Linked DNA regions of Hordeum vulgare: region 2 is linked to region 1. The links are chromatin contacts, called in public Hi-C maps. All regions are on one chromosome and are shown on one strand. Each heading gives the region's core, a stretch centred on a gene start, on an enhancer-like site or on the middle of the called end of the contact. The rest is flanking DNA. Distances are from core to core; before and after follow the strand shown. Region 1 holds the start of LOC123404348 (kinesin-like protein KIN-14D). Region 2 holds the start of LOC123403970 (cytosolic invertase 1).

The links. Hi-C and Micro-C count contacts between places; a contact is called where the count stands out from the background.
Region 2: a contact with region 1 is called in a Hi-C map of leaf, with 2.2 times the contacts expected there. The contact joins the promoter of LOC123403970 here to the promoter of LOC123404348 in region 1. A contact is called at or near these places in 2 of 6 Hi-C or Micro-C datasets (leaf and seedling) and 1 of 1 datasets of contacts at active chromatin or transcription factors (embryo).

Annotation. Positions count from the first base shown.
Region 1 is chr6H:232,968,779-232,976,553 of MorexV3_pseudomolecules_assembly, forward strand. It overlaps LOC123404348 (kinesin-like protein KIN-14D), which reads left to right and starts at 4,607. Exons shown (of 17, transcript XM_045098268.1): 1 at 4,607-4,865; 2 at 4,944-5,200; 3 at 5,278-5,446; 4 at 5,622-5,749; 5 at 6,225-6,317; 6 at 6,639-7,775. The coding sequence starts at 4,829.
Region 2 is chr6H:233,667,741-233,675,515 of MorexV3_pseudomolecules_assembly, forward strand. LOC123403970 (cytosolic invertase 1) reads left to right here and starts at 4,717. Exons shown (of 4, transcript XM_045097873.1): 1 at 4,717-5,356; 2 at 5,483-5,914; 3 at 7,478-7,775. The coding sequence starts at 4,964.

The DNA.
Region 1 (7,775 bases), core at 3,357-5,856:
CGCACGACTAGGCCGTGCGCCACACGCTCGCTAGAAGCAGTGTAGGGTCCCACCCGGAACGTCACTCCGGTCGGCGTTGTTGCCGGCCCCATGGTGGGCGCCAACTGTCGTGGTATTTCCGGGACAGATGCCATAGGGTGGCTTATCTCATGATTTGGGGCCGATGGGCGCCGGCGGCGTCTGGGAACGGGCTTGGGCGCTAGACACATGACGCCGGTGTTACCAGGTTCAGGGACCTCCGGTGAGGTAATACCCCTACGTCCTATCTGTGTGACTATATCGGGTCACAATACAATGGTGCTCCTGGAGCTGTATCGGTGTAGTATACGTGTGTGCTAATGCGAAGGGAACCAACCCCTCTCTCGGGGGGCTGGGGGAGGCTTTATAGTGCAACCAGAGTGATACAGTGTTCAGGATAAGGTCACCGGTGGGGCCCGGCCATCAGCCTCTAGCCGGCCTGGGGGGACCCACCGGTTGCCGGGTCTCATCGTAGGGCCCGCCGACCTGCATCGCCAGCGGTTTATGCGCCGGGTCGCCATGACGCGTGCGCGGGAGGTACGAGGGCTACAGAGCCGCGCCGTCTAGCAAGCATCGGGGCCGCTTAGGGCCCCCTGTAGCCACGTTGGATGGATCATCATCTGCTATGCCCGTAGCGTGTGCCAGGGGTACTGTAGCCATGCGGTGTTGTCTTGTTGGCGTACTGCTGTACGACTCGATGGGACGGGGCAGTCCGGTCGGCTGGCTACCGGCCAGTGGGTCGGCCATACTGCATCCGACCGTTGGAGAGGAGGGCCGGTTGCCGCCAGCCGGCCGTACGTATGTCTTGAGGGGACCGACTGCCTCCAGCCAGTCGTGTGGATGGGCCAGCTGTCACCAGTCGGACCGGGGTGCACGCGGCCCCCTAATTGTCTTGGAGAGTAATAATCTTAGCCTTTGGTACCCCCGGGTAGTATCCCCCACAATAACTTTTGATGTGGAATGCTACCTAACATAATCTTGAACAAATGTCTAATCATGGCATGAATATTAAGATACAAATGATAAAAGGCAATAGTCTATAATTTGACAAAAAACATCCATACTTAGGTTCACTACCAAACAATTATGTCCTTTCAAAATAACAATGCTAAAGAACACTATACCTAGAAAATCATATAACCTGTCATGCCTGGTCTTCCTAGCATAAAATATAAATCATGAGCACCCCAAACCAAGCAACCAGACCATACTTTTTAACGTGCTTTAGCTTTTTATTACCCACTCAATACATAAGCGTGAACCATGGATATAGCATAAAGGTGGAATAGAATATGGTGGTAGGTTTCAAAGGGGTAAAAGTGGAGAAGAAAGTTTCGCATCAACTAGGCGTATCAATGGGCTATGGAGATGCCCACCAACAGATACCAATGCGAGGAGTAGGGATTGCCATGCAATCGATGCGCTAGAGCTATAAGTGTATGAAATCTCAACTGAAGCTAAGTGAGTGTGCATCCAACCTGCTTTCTCATGAAGACCTCGGGTATTTGAGGAAGCCCGCCATCGGAATATACAAGCCAAGTTCTATAATGAAAAATTTCCACTAGCATATGGAAGTGACAAAACAAGAGACTTTCTATATGAAGAACATGGTGCCACTTTGAGTCACAAGTGTCGTAAAGGATAGTAGAAAAGTCCCTTATCTCTTTTTCTCTCACTTATTTATTTGTTTTTTTCATGGTGGGCTCTTTTTTTCGCGTCTTTTGTTTCCTTTTTTGTGGTGGGCTCATTTTGCCTCCCCCATTTTTCATTTTTCGTCCGGAGTCTCATCCCGACTTGTGGGGGAATCATAGTATCCATCAGCCTTTGTTGAACTAGGCACTGCTGGCTCACCAAGCGTGGTGCCTTTTAACTAAATCCAATAGTCTTTGTGCGCAGATTCTCAAAGCTCGTTACTATCTAGAGGGACGCCTCGAGGACACGATGTTCTCTAGGAACACTTCGTGTACTTGGCAGGCTATCCAGTATGGGCTCGAGCTCCTCAAGAAGGGGCTAGTGTGGCACATTGGGAACGGCAAGTGCATTCACATCTGCGTGACAGATAGCTATTGGGTGCTTTGTCCGGCAAGTTGATCTCCTCTCAAGGAACCCGTCGGCTCCGATGGGTGGCCGAGCTACTCGACAAGTGTGGTGCATGGTGCATGGACTTCCTGCACGGACACTTTCATCATGTTGATGTCAACATCACAAGGAACATACAAATGTTCCCATGCATCGCCGACGACATCCTTGCTTGGGCTCCCGAGAAGAACAACATCTTCACAGTTCGATCCGAGTACCGCTTCACGATGGACGAGCGTGAGTGTCCATCCGTGAGTGCATCCAGTAGGGCATCACATGGTCAGCGCGCAATATGAAGGACAATATAGGGTCCCATGTCCCCTAAAGGTACGATTTTTTGCTTGGCTATTTGTGACACACTCTCCTGCAACGTGGTTTCCCATCATTTGGAAACCACTAACTTATGCACGTGTGTGGTTTGGAATGTGAGGTTGGATTTCACGCAATGTGTAGGTGCCCTCGTGCAGTCGAGCTTTGGAGGGTGGTGGCTAAAGACTGGACGCTCCTGGACATCAAGTTGGTGCGTAACAAAGGGTCGGAATGGCTCTTCGACGAGCTTCAACCACTCTTGAACACATCTTGCATGGCACTCTTGATGACCAAGTGGCGCACATCGCACGCACGCAACAAGATCACACATGAGATAGTCCCTCCCATCTATGAAAGCCTCTCGATGGTTCTTGCACACGTACGTGCCATCGCTTCCCTACATTCAACCATTTTTTAGGAAATCGGTAATTGGTAGCTGCTCGGCTGGCTTGAGAGTAGCGATTAAACAATGAATCAACCTATTAACCGAATTAATAAGTCGACCATTAATCGATAGATTAAATAGGAACTTGCCAACATATATCTAGTTTTTTTCTTATTATATCATACTGGCATGCTCTTAGCTATGTAATATTCCCAAAAATGCTATTATTTGATCAAACCCTGGCTATTAAGGAGCGAGAGGGGGATGGGAGGTGTTACATGCATTTGTTTGGTATTTTGCCCATAAGTTAATGGCCCAACAATGATTAATTAGCCTAACAACCAACTAATTGGACTGACAAGTTAACACGGTGAATGAGTGATTTGGTCACCCTATGAGTAGCAATTAACTGTCCCATTAATTGACGAATTAGATGAACTCCTAAACAATGCATTTAACAATACCCCAGAGAGATTAAGAAAAAGGTAAAATGGTTCTAATAGACACGGCGTTGCATACAACATCATGCAACACCAGCCATGGGGCGGTGGAGGCACGGAGTAACACACACGACGTGATAGGTAGCAACAATTGTGGTGAGTTGACAGGATTCAGCAGCAGTGATGCACTGGCTGCTAGAGGCCACAACAACATACCAGGCACCAACACACTCCTGTCTCTAGGTGAGCGCTCGAGAGTGCCTAAGCCTAGGTAGGCTGTGTGGCTCACACTTAACGTGGATGGTGCATACATGGCACATGCAAGCAATGGAGGCACGTGAATGGTGCTCCGAGACAACTCCGGTAGCATTATTTTCAACTCGTGTAACAATCTTTTCACATAAGATGATGCTCTCACTTGGTAACTCGAGGCGTGCAAGAAGGGAATTGCTCTTGCCTTGGAATGAAGCTCACTTCCATTCATCATCGCAACAGATAGTGCTAAATCTGCTTCGATGATAGCCAATCCCTAGATTGACAGATCACAACACACTGCCACTACCTAAGAGATCTCAGTTATGATGAGAGGGGAGAGGGATATTAAGATCCATGCTATCAAAAGAAAGAGTAATCGTGTTAGTCATGAATTAGCCTAGATTGAGAGAGTTGAGATTAAGACGGTCGTTTGGTTATAATCTGGTCCTGAAAGGGTTGTAAATCTATGTGCACAAGATTATCTTGAGCCAAGTTAATTAATACACAACCCTTTCCCGCCACAAAAAGGCTATGCTCCACGAGATTGATGGGCTCTCTCATGGCTAGAATGCGCCATGTCTTTAGTTCTGGTCCTGACCGAGTCGAACAAAGCTAAAAGACTCGTCGTCGTCTTCTTCTTCCTCCCATCGCGTGTCTCACTTGAAGACGTCAATATTTAACCGTAACCCGCATCCTTATGGGTAATTACTCTATCATGAAATGGGGATGTGTTAGCTTTAATGCCCACAGGTAAGCTGATAGGTCAAATACCTTACCTATTGCACCACACAGGGATCGACCATGAAGGCCTTACACATGGGCCCTAAAATTAGTAGACCCGAGGTAATTCCCGCCCTTGCCCACCCAAATTTCCACCCATCCCACCCTTTTGATGAAAAAGCCTAAGAAATCCCTAACCTAGCCACACGATATTGTTTATTATGCTGGATTGCTATTTTTTCTATTGAAATGGTATCGAAGGTTGGTGTTGATTGCGTGTATGGGTTGCCTAGGAGGATAAAAAACCTGACGGGGATGGGGATAGGATTTTCCTTTTATCCCCACAGAAGTGCATGGGAACGGGGACATGCATGTAAAGGCTATCGTTGGGACGGGGATGGCCCCATTGACAGCCTGAGTCTCACTCTAGCCATCTTCCTCCACCTCTCTCCATCGCCGCCACCTAAAAATAGCATGAGACCCGCATGGCTACCGCCTCCATGAATCTCGCGCGCTCCATTCCCTCCCGTCCTCACCTCCCTCTCCTCGGTGCCCCCTTGATGCTAGCCGGCTTATACCCACCGCATGCCCGTCTCTGGCGCACCGTTTCACCTTGCTTTCCATGTCCCTCTGCGCTCCCAATTACACGCCAGACCTAGGTGAACACCCTTGTTGGTTCTTTCTTCTCTGTCCTTATGGGGTCGATCGGTTGACTAACTAATTCTTGGGATGTTAAGCCACGGCGAGGCGGCGGGCGGATGCTGTCGGTTGGCTTCGCGTGATATTCCCGGACGTGCCTCTGCCGCCACCGTCCGACGCCTCCGACAACGACCTGCACGCCGCGCTCTCCGGAGGAAGGCTTCTCTGCGCGCTCCTCAGGAAGATTTGCCCCGGCGCCTTACTCGATGACGCCTCCACGGACAATGTCGGCAGGTTCCGCGCTGCCGTCGAGCGGATGGGCGTGCCTACCTTCAGCGCCTTTGACCTCGAGAGGGTTGCTTCGCTTGCCATATCCCTATTATTAATTCTTCTCTATTCTTATCCTTGATTAAATTTCATGCATCCATCCAGGGTCAAATGACAACTGTTGTGACCTGCATTCTTGCCCTCAAGGATCGGTTTGGAGCACGCATCTGCGAAGATCGGAACCTTACTTTCCTCACCAGAAGCGATAGCGAGGGAAGCAGAAAGTATATGGTTGCCAAGCTGCAAAGGGTGCTCACCAGTCCAATTATGTCAGGTCAGGACTCTCCTGCTATTCTACTTGCACTGATATCGAGAATTTGCGATAGTATTCTCCATTAGGCAATTTGCATTGATATTGAGAATTTGTGATAGTATTCACCACACAAGTTAATAAGCTTGGGAATAACTTGATTGCCACTTGAAACATCTTTTGTCATCTTTGTATTCAGAACCGTCCAACCCTTCATTAGGGGCCGATGTGTATTCTCCATCAGGGGTACTTCCGATGAAACAAGGGGGATATGCTGATCTTCCTGGTTGTAAGATTTCAGACTTGATGAAATCCTCTAGCTTGGATGTAAGTACAATGCTACATACTACACTTGAAACGGGATAAATAATCAATTAGTTATCATGGAAATTTATTTAAACTAAAAAAGAAAACCTATGTTATTTTCTGGTGCCAACTTGTTCATATTTTGCAGAATGCACCCACTCAATCACTTCTAGGTGTCGTGAACAGCATTGTTGATGAGAGCATCGACAAGAAGAATGGACAAATACCTTACGTAGGCTTCTAATAAAAGAGCAATATAGTTAGTTTTTTTTTTACATATTTAGGAGATTTTTTCTACATGTGTTAACATCTTTCCTTGCGTAAATGGATGGAAATATTTCATTCTAGCGCATTGCTTGCTTGCTGAGGAAGGTCATAGTTGAAATTGAACGGCGTATGTCTTCTCAGGCCGGGCATATAAGAAATGTACGATAAATATTTGTTCATGTTTATTTTTGTATCAAATAGTCCATTGTGATTTCTTTCTTGTGTGTAGCAAAATAACCTGATTAAAGCTCGTGAAGAGAAGTATCAGTCAAGGATAAGAGTGCTGGAAGCACTAGCAGGTGGGCAAAGCGGGCAAACACATGTAAATTCTAGCACCCTCTGTGAGCCATCTATCTCCCAATTGTTTTTACCAGAAATTTTATGCATTGCAAGTAAATTTCATGCTTCTTCTCAATAAGTTTTGAGCTCTTCCCATCTCCAGTAAATTGTAAAATAGTGGGACCGAGAATAACAACAGAACCCCATTTATACATTTGATATAGCTTAAAGTAACAACAAGGCTGACTGACTTTCTTGCCCACTCTTTAAACAATGACAATTCACGTACTTTAGTGGCTATAGCTTTATCATCAATGAAGAAAGTTGATCTGTTTCTTTATGAAAGCCCACTCTTGTCATGCAGATGGACAAAGATAAGCTCAAAGACAAAGGACAACTACCAGATAAAGATATCGCTAGGCTGATGAAATGCCAAGAAGAGGTGGCTAGATTGATGAAGGAGAAGGAAGATATGGTTAGGTTGCTGAAGGAGAAGGAAGATATGGTTAGGTTGCTGAAGGAGAAGGAAGATATGGTTAGGTTATTGAAGGAAAAGGACAATATGGTCGACTTGAAAAAGGGCAAGGTGGAAGAAACACAACAAATAGTGGATGATGAAAAATACATGTTACTTAAGGAGAAGGATGATACTATAGTGACACTGAAAAAGGAGAAGCAAGAAATGGTTAGGTCTTTGAAGGAGAAGGAAGATATGGTTAGTCTGTTAATGGCAAAGGAAGATATGATTGATTTTAAAAAGGTCATGGTTGAAGAAAGACAAAGAATAACCAATGAGGGAAATGATAGGTTACTTAAGGAGAAAGATGATACTATATTTAGATTCACAAAGGAGAAGGAAGAGATGGTTAGGTTGTTGAAGCAGAAGGAAGATATAATTAGACTGCTGAAGGAGAATGATGATATGGTTAGGCCAATACAGAAAGAAGATATGGTTAATTCAGAAAATGGTAGTATTAATGACAAAAAACAAACATCAGATGATGGTATCAATAGATTGATTTCAGAGAAGAACACTAGTGTGGTTAGGTTGACAGAGGAGAAGGAGAAGGAAGGCATTTCCATGTCAACGAAGGAGAAGGAAGATAAGGCTGACCTGAAGAAAGGCACAATTGGAACCATGAAGCAATCAACTGATGAAGACACATATATATCAGTTAAGGAAAAGAGTGACATAATTAGGTTGAGGAAGGAAAATGAGGATTCAAACAATACAATTATGAAACTTAAGCTGGACTTAGAAGCATTAACATCGTTGCATGAGGAGAACTGCAAGTTATTAGAATCTAAACAGGAAGATATGATTAAGCTTCTTGCAGACAAGGAAGACAATACCAGTATAATTTCGCAACTTAGACAAGACAACTTAACTAAGGAGAATCAGGACATTCTTAGGTTGATGAAGGAAAAGGAGGATGGTAACAGTATAATTGTGAAAGTTAAGCGGGAAATGGAAGCATTAAGATCATCATACGAAGAAGCC
Region 2 (7,775 bases), core at 3,467-5,966, 700 kb after region 1:
GTTAACTTCAAGTTATCTAGAACCAGTGTTAAACAAAGTTTCCACGTTGCCACATATCCGCGGGCACGGCTTTCCGAAAGATTTAACCCTGCAGGGGTGCTCCAACTAATCCATCACAAATTACCACAAGTTGCATAGAAATCCACGATCACGAAACTCGCGATCTCGTCGGACTCCTTAGTGGAAAACCTCAACTTTGAGATTACCCAAAGCATCACCGGAATCCCGATGCACAAGATATCTCGTCAAACGTAAAACTAATCCAGCAAGGGCACCCGACGTGTCGACGATCCCAATACGAGCCGCGTATCTCATTCTCGGGACACGACGGATAAGCACAGCATACGGTGGCCTGATAGAAATCTCCCAAGTTGTCCTGGGTTGGCCCCGCAAACGGCTCTAGTTTTTGGATCAGTACCATCAGCACTGCCCCCTTGTATTATGTAAAATTACTCCTCGGGTAGCGCTAACTCCCTATGTATTTCAGTATTAACAGAATTATTATGTTGGGCAAATGTAGTACCAATGTTGGGCCTTGCCAGACCAGCTTTAATCTAAAACGAATTATCAAGGGGGTCCCCATAACAACCCCGATCGTGTTAGGAGCGCTCAATTATGGAACATAACACCGGTAGCCGAAACTAAGGGGGCAAAGGTGGAACAAAACACCAGCCTAGAAAGGCCGAGCCTTCCACCTTTCACCGAGTATATAGGTGCATTAAATTAAATAGCAACTAATATGGTGATATAACAAGGAACCCATGTTTTCACATGGAAGCAACTGCACCTGCATCTAGCAACGCTAACACATGGTTAAGCAAGCGGTAACAATGCCAATCAGTGGTTTGCTAGGTTGTGAACATGTTGAAGGTTTTCATGGCATTGTTGAGAGGCTGATATGTAACAGGTGGTAGGCAACGAGACATAACGATAGAAATGGTAAACTAGCATGGCAATGATAGTAATGGTATCTGGGGAAATGGTCATCTTGCGTGAGATCCCGCTTGGAAGAAGAATGACTCCGTGAAGTAGACGAACCAACGTAGTCGAACCGGTCCTCACTTTCCGACACGCTTGCGGAACTCTAACGAGACAAAGCAAACCGAAAACACAAATCAACACACGATATTCACCATACGACATGCACAACAGGATGCACTAACTAAAATGATGCATGAATGCTCAATCCCTAACTATGCACTTACACCAACCTACAAAGGTAGACAAGTGCCACCTCATCACAAAGTGACACTTTGCCGGAACTGTCAAAACTGGAATCCAGTGCAACCATTGGATTCCTTGGGTTCTGCTACCCCAAATCCATATATCGTATTGCCCATGTTACATGCAGAAAAATACCACAAACAATAAAAGAAAAATAACTCAGGATCAAACTACAGCATATAGCCAAGAACATGAACTGTTCCTCAGCCTGCCCAATTTTGGGATATACCAGATTAGGCCATTCCATTTCTGGAATTGTTCCAAACAAGGATATATCACACAAGTCACAATTATATCACCACAAAAATGTGTAAACTGACAGGGGCCTACTGGTCATAGTCACCAGGGCCACAAGTGCATGACAGGTGGGCCCTGGGACCACCTGTCAGCGACACACACAAACCACAACACATAAAAGGAAATATGAGCGAGGTGGGAGTCGAACCCACCATCTCCCTCGTGGAATGCACGGCCACCACCAGTGGGCTAGCCACATGTAGCTGATCTAATATGGGTAGAAATGCAGACATACATCGCCTAAACTACTGATCCACAACAAGAAAGACAAAACAGAAAAAGGGGCGACATGGGGACTCGAACCCGAGACGCTGCGAAGGAAAACAAGCTCGATGCCACTGCGCTACCGTGGGGCTTCTTGCCTAAGAAGGAAGCAAACATAGACTAAAAGAAAACATGGGGCGTCTTCCTGCTGGAGCAGAGAGACGCCGGCGACGACGACGCTCGCCAGAGCACACACACCTGCACGTGCACAAACGACGCACATCCACGGCTACGTGCTACAGCCCCTCGCAGCACTACACAACAGGCTCTGAACCTAATCCTATATGGATGCATGCAAGCAGGGTTGCGACAAACAGCACAACCTGCCGGTGCAACTCCGGCAGGGCGGCGCCCACGCGCAACAACGACGCTAGCGGAGGGGAAAACGGAGGGGAGCAGGGTTGCGCTCACCCAGGGTGCAAAGAGAGGGGCTCGCGGGTGGAGAGGCACGTCGGCGCGACGACGACCTGCTGTAGAGAGCTCGCCGGAGAGGAAGAAGCACCATCCACCGAGGAGGTCGGGGCCGTCGTCCTTGGCGCTTGCTACCCGCGGGAATGGAACCCCATGGGCGCCCGCGAGCTCCTCGTCCAGAAGGGGGAAGAAGAGGGAGTCGGGTTAGCACGCATCGGACTCTTGCCCGAGCCGACCATGGCGCGGTGGAGCTCGGGAACTCGCCCCGACAGCGCTAGGAGGGAGACGAGGAGGGGGAAACGACGAGGGTTAGGGTTTTAGAGAGGCCCGGGCTGCTAAATATCTCGAACCACACGCTCGGCGCCGTCTAATCGAGGGAGGAAACAATCTATGGTGGCCAGAGGGGTCGCAGACGAGGAGGAAGAAGGTGTCGCCAACCAGGCCTGGGCCGTTTGCACGTCAACTGGGCCTGGTACTCCCTCTCTCACTGCGTGAAGGCTTTCCCCAAATAAAACATTACAACGAATTATCAATACACAGGGGCTAAAAGGAAAAATAGTTTTGATGGAAACAAAAATACAATTGGGCTTCTAAATTCTGCACCAATTTATAAAAGTAAAATGGAAACTTTTGAAGAATAAAATAAAGTTCCTTTATATAAAATGAGGCTCTGTTTTAAAATCAAAACAAAGGAAAAATAAAACCCAAGAAGAGTGTTGCCAAGCACAAATAGTAAAAGGATTTTTAAAAGAAAACGAACATTTTTATTGGGGCCAAAACTGAAACTTTAAAGCAGCCACAAAAATAAATTAAGAGATGAGAGAAGGGGGTTTTTGACCATGGTGCAACAAGAAACCCTTGTTGCACCCACTCTCATCACACCATCAAAACAATGCCACACTCACATGACACTAACACTTCAACAACAAGGAGCAACAAACAACACAGACAAAGAACACATATGACATGATGCCATGATGCGCAAGTGGTGAAGCCAAACTTGAACTCCTATGCCAATCCAACACAGGAAGGGTCGTACAAGGAAATCTTTACCTAATAATAAAGAGGCTATCGCTTCCGTCGGAAAACCCACCGAGTTGATTTTACAAAAAAACCCTTATTGTTTATGACATTAAACTCGTAGTATATATTAAATATTTTTTAAATACTCATATCTTTTAAACCGTAACTCTAAATTTAACATATTATACATGTAGTTTGATTAGAAAAATATGTAGAATTTAAATATGATATTATTTTATCTGTTAAACGTTTAATAAAAATACTATCTAGGGTGCAATCTTAATAAATAAGTCATTATTCGTCTTTCTTTCATTCCGGTAATCATCCGGGTTGGGGATGAACACGTCAACAAAATCAGGATTAGAGATGAAACTGAAGGTCACTTGACTGATTCTTTGTACATATTAAATCTACATACAAGCCGTGTTAAAATAGAAGACCAATGAAATTTTGAACTGCATTTTTGTAGGATAAGACCATCTTTATTTGTATCGTAACTATAAATTCTTAAATTATAGACTTTTTATAAATTAAGAATGTGTGCCGTGTGATATTTCTTTCTCCCGTTGCAACGCATGGGCCCTTTTGCTAGTATTACCAAAAGGGGTAGGTGGTGCATTGGGGCTGTCACAGCCGCGCCATTGGCAGCAGTCGCTACTCTGCGTGTCTCCGTGCGACGGAGGCGGGAGTGGTGGTCGCGGGTGGAGTCGAGCCGTCATCGCGTGGTCGACGGCCTGAGGCGCCGTGCACTCGCCTGCTTCGCTCCGGCTAATGCGCGGACCTTGAGGAATGGGCGGCGACTACTATGCCGCGCCATGCCTTAGCCGGCCTCCGCCGCGTTCACCATCACATGGGGCCACATCGCTGGTGGCTGGCGCCCCGACGCTGCCCCTGTACTACTGACGCCACTTCGGGCGTTAGGCAGCCACTATGAGTATTATATACTCCCTCCGTTCCTAAATATAAGTCTTTTAAGAGATTTCACTAAATGACTACATACGGAGCAAAATGAGTGAATCTACACTCTAAAGTATGTCTATATACATCCGTATATAGTTTTTTAGTGAAGTTTCTAAAAAGACTTATATTTAGAAACGGAGGAAGTACGTACTACTACAGATCCGATAATCAGCTCGTATTGATCCGTGTGTTTAGCATTTTCGCTGATCCGCCCAGCCCCGCCCCCGCTTCCGGAAATCGGCAGGCAGACGATCTCCGGACGGCCACCACGATGCTCACCTTTCCTTGGGCACCCAACAACCGCCCCCAGCACTCAACCGGGGTCGGCGTTCCACGTCAGCGCCTCGTCCTCATCTCATCCCAATTCCCAACCACACCAACCCCCCACGTGCTGCTGCACACCGGCCGCACCCGGTAACCCAAAATCTCTCACATCATCCACCCACCATCACGCACCGCGGGTCCCCTTGGGCGAGATGGTCCCACTCGACATGGACAAAAAGGTCACGGGTTTATAGCGCGTGTCCCCGTCGGCGCCCAGGCCCCGCTGGGCTATAAGTAGGCGGCCCTCCGCCTACTTCTCATTTTTTTTCCCATTTACCTCTGCGGAACCCCCCTCGCCTCGAGATTCGCGCTGCCGTGTCTGCTTCTGGGTCCGCGCTGCCGTTGTCTAGCGTCCCGAGCTAGATCTCTCAGCTCGCTCTTCGCCGCCGTTTTGGGCTTAGATCTGGCTGGGGCGAGTAGGTGGAGGCCGGCCGCAGATTCGCGAGGAGGGAGGGGAGCCATGGAGCTGGGGGCGGCCGGGATGCGGCGGTCCGCGTCGCACAACTCGCTGTCCGGGTCCGATGACTTCGACCTCACACACCTGCTCAACAAGCCGCGGATCAACGTCGAGCGCCAGCGCTCCTTCGACGACCGTTCGCTCAGCGACGTCTCCTACTCCGGTGGCCACGCCAGGGGAGGCGGAGGCTTTGACGGCATGTACTCCCCGGGCGGCGGTCTACGCTCTCTGGTCGGCACGCCGGCCTCCTCGGCGCTCCACTCTTTCGAGCCCCACCCCATAGTAGGCGACGCCTGGGAGGCCCTCCGCCGCTCCCTCGTCTTTTTCCGCGGCCAGCCGCTTGGTACCATCGCCGCTTTCGACCATGCATCCGAGGAAGTCCTAAACTATGACCAGGTAGTACAAGCAACGATTTTTTTCTCAATGTTATAATGAATCGAGATTTTAAGTCTGAATTAAATTTATGAAGGAGTAGCATGTTATCGACATATGCTTATGTGACTTGGGGGCGGTTCGCTGCAGGTGTTTGTGAGAGATTTCGTGCCCAGCGCCATGGCGTTTCTGATGAATGGCGAGCCGGAGATTGTCAAGAACTTCCTGCTCAAGACCGTTTTGTTGCAGGGTTGGGAGAAGAAGGTTGATCGGTTTAAGCTTGGTGAGGGGGCCATGCCTGCAAGCTTTAAAGTGCTTCATGACGATAAGAAGGGTGTTGATACCCTTCACGCCGATTTTGGTGAGAGCGCAATTGGGCGGGTTGCACCAGTGGATTCGGGGTTCTGGTGGATCATACTATTGCGGGCCTACACAAAGTCCACCGGGGATTTGACTCTGGCAGAGAGGCCGGAATGCCAGAAGGCAATGAGGCTCATTCTGAGCCTGTGCTTGTCTGAGGGATTTGATACCTTCCCGACATTGTTATGTGCTGATGGTTGCTGCATGATAGATCGTAGGATGGTAAGTTATAGACTGACACTTTCAATATGTTCAAGTCAAATAAGAGTACGTTTCACAGGACTGCAAATTTCCTATTCTTTTAATCAATGAATCACCACTTCTGTGACTCTATTGACATACATACACCATTCTTTTGGGCTAACATTTCATAGAATTACTGCTGTAGATATTTCTTTAAACTTACAGAATTATGAAACAACTGATGTGCTTTGCTGAAACAAGGGTGATATAGTGGAAGTTCTATCAAATGTAACAAATACATGTCTTTTCATCTAGTCTCAGAGAAGCTCAAACAAGTCTCATGTCTGTTTCAGCAAATGTCAGTACTTCCATAATTTTTATATAATTGAATATCTATCAAACAAACAAGTTGTAGCACTGTGGCATCTTAGCCCAAGGTAATGGTAGGTCTGTATAAATGCTGAATTGGCGATATAATTTTTATAAGTAAGGAAAAAATACTGTTGTTCTGTAAAATTTATTCATATAAATTTATACACCTAATATTATGGAACGGAGGGAGTATTATCCTAATTCAAGATCAAATATCATGGTCGAAGTCATCTAGGTCTGACACTAACGCTAAATCTTTTCTAGATATATCTCCAAAACAATATATTTCAGTTCTACATTTACTGCTGGAACGTTGTCATCTTTAGTTTGTGAGGTTTTAATGGTTTGTTTGCTTTTGTTGTAACGTTGTTATCTTTAGTTTGTGAGGTTTTAATGGCTTGTTTGCTTTTGTTGTTCTTTGTTCAAGTACATAATATATGACCAACAATGTGCTCATAGCTTTGTTGTGGTTTCACTTATAATGTATCTTCATATAAATAAATGCAATACCCCTTTTCATACTTATTGGACTTGCAAATTTCATTTCTTTTTTGGATTTGTGTGCCTTTGGGCAATTTTTCTCCATCAAATATCTAATTGTTTTAGTTTGATGATGTGCTGTTTTTCGTACCATGATGGTGCTTCCAAATTTTCATGTCCGATATACTAGAGTGCAATATCCTTGGCCCAAAAGCAATCCGAATGCCCATGTTTTATTTGAGGAGGTCCAGTTAGATACACACCTACTATATCCACGACGCTGTGATGCTCAATATGCTCCCATCAATATGGGCTTCCCAAGTCCACTACCTCCTTCATTTGGTCCACCTGAACCTGTTGTTACAGCTGCATGTGAACAACCTTGCACTATCGTTGAATTCGGCAACAATTCCCCTTCTGTGATATGTTTTTCCGAAAGGAGGATATCCCCAACACCTGCATCATGGTATGCACATAGCTATCCTTCTGTGATGTGTAAATTCACAAGTATTCCTTTCAGTCTGTAGAATTGCAGATTAGGAATATGACTAATATTAGAACATCCATTTGTTTGTTAGCAACTTTTGTAGTGACTTTGCAATAACCATTTCTTGGGTGATGCATGTTGCTCATTTTTGCGTATACATGTGCCCTCTATGAGCTATGAATTCAATTTAGTTAAGTGAAATGCCATCATGGTTTCTGTTTGTGCTTCTTTTCCTCATTCTAACTCCAATCCTATTTTTGTAGGGCGTGTATGGCTACCCCATTGAAATTCAATCCCTTTTCTTCATGGCACTAAGGTGTGCTCTTCTAATGCTTAAACATGATGCTGAAGGGAAAGATTTTGTGGAGCGGATTGCAACTCGTCTTCATGCTTTAAGTTATCACATGCGGAGTTATTTTTGGCTGGATTTCCAGCAGCTAAATGATATTTATCGTTACAAGACGGAAGAATATTCTCATACAGCCGTCAACAAATTTAATGTTATTCCAGATTCTATTCCGGACTGGCTATTTGATTTCATGCCTTGTGAGGGTGGTTTTT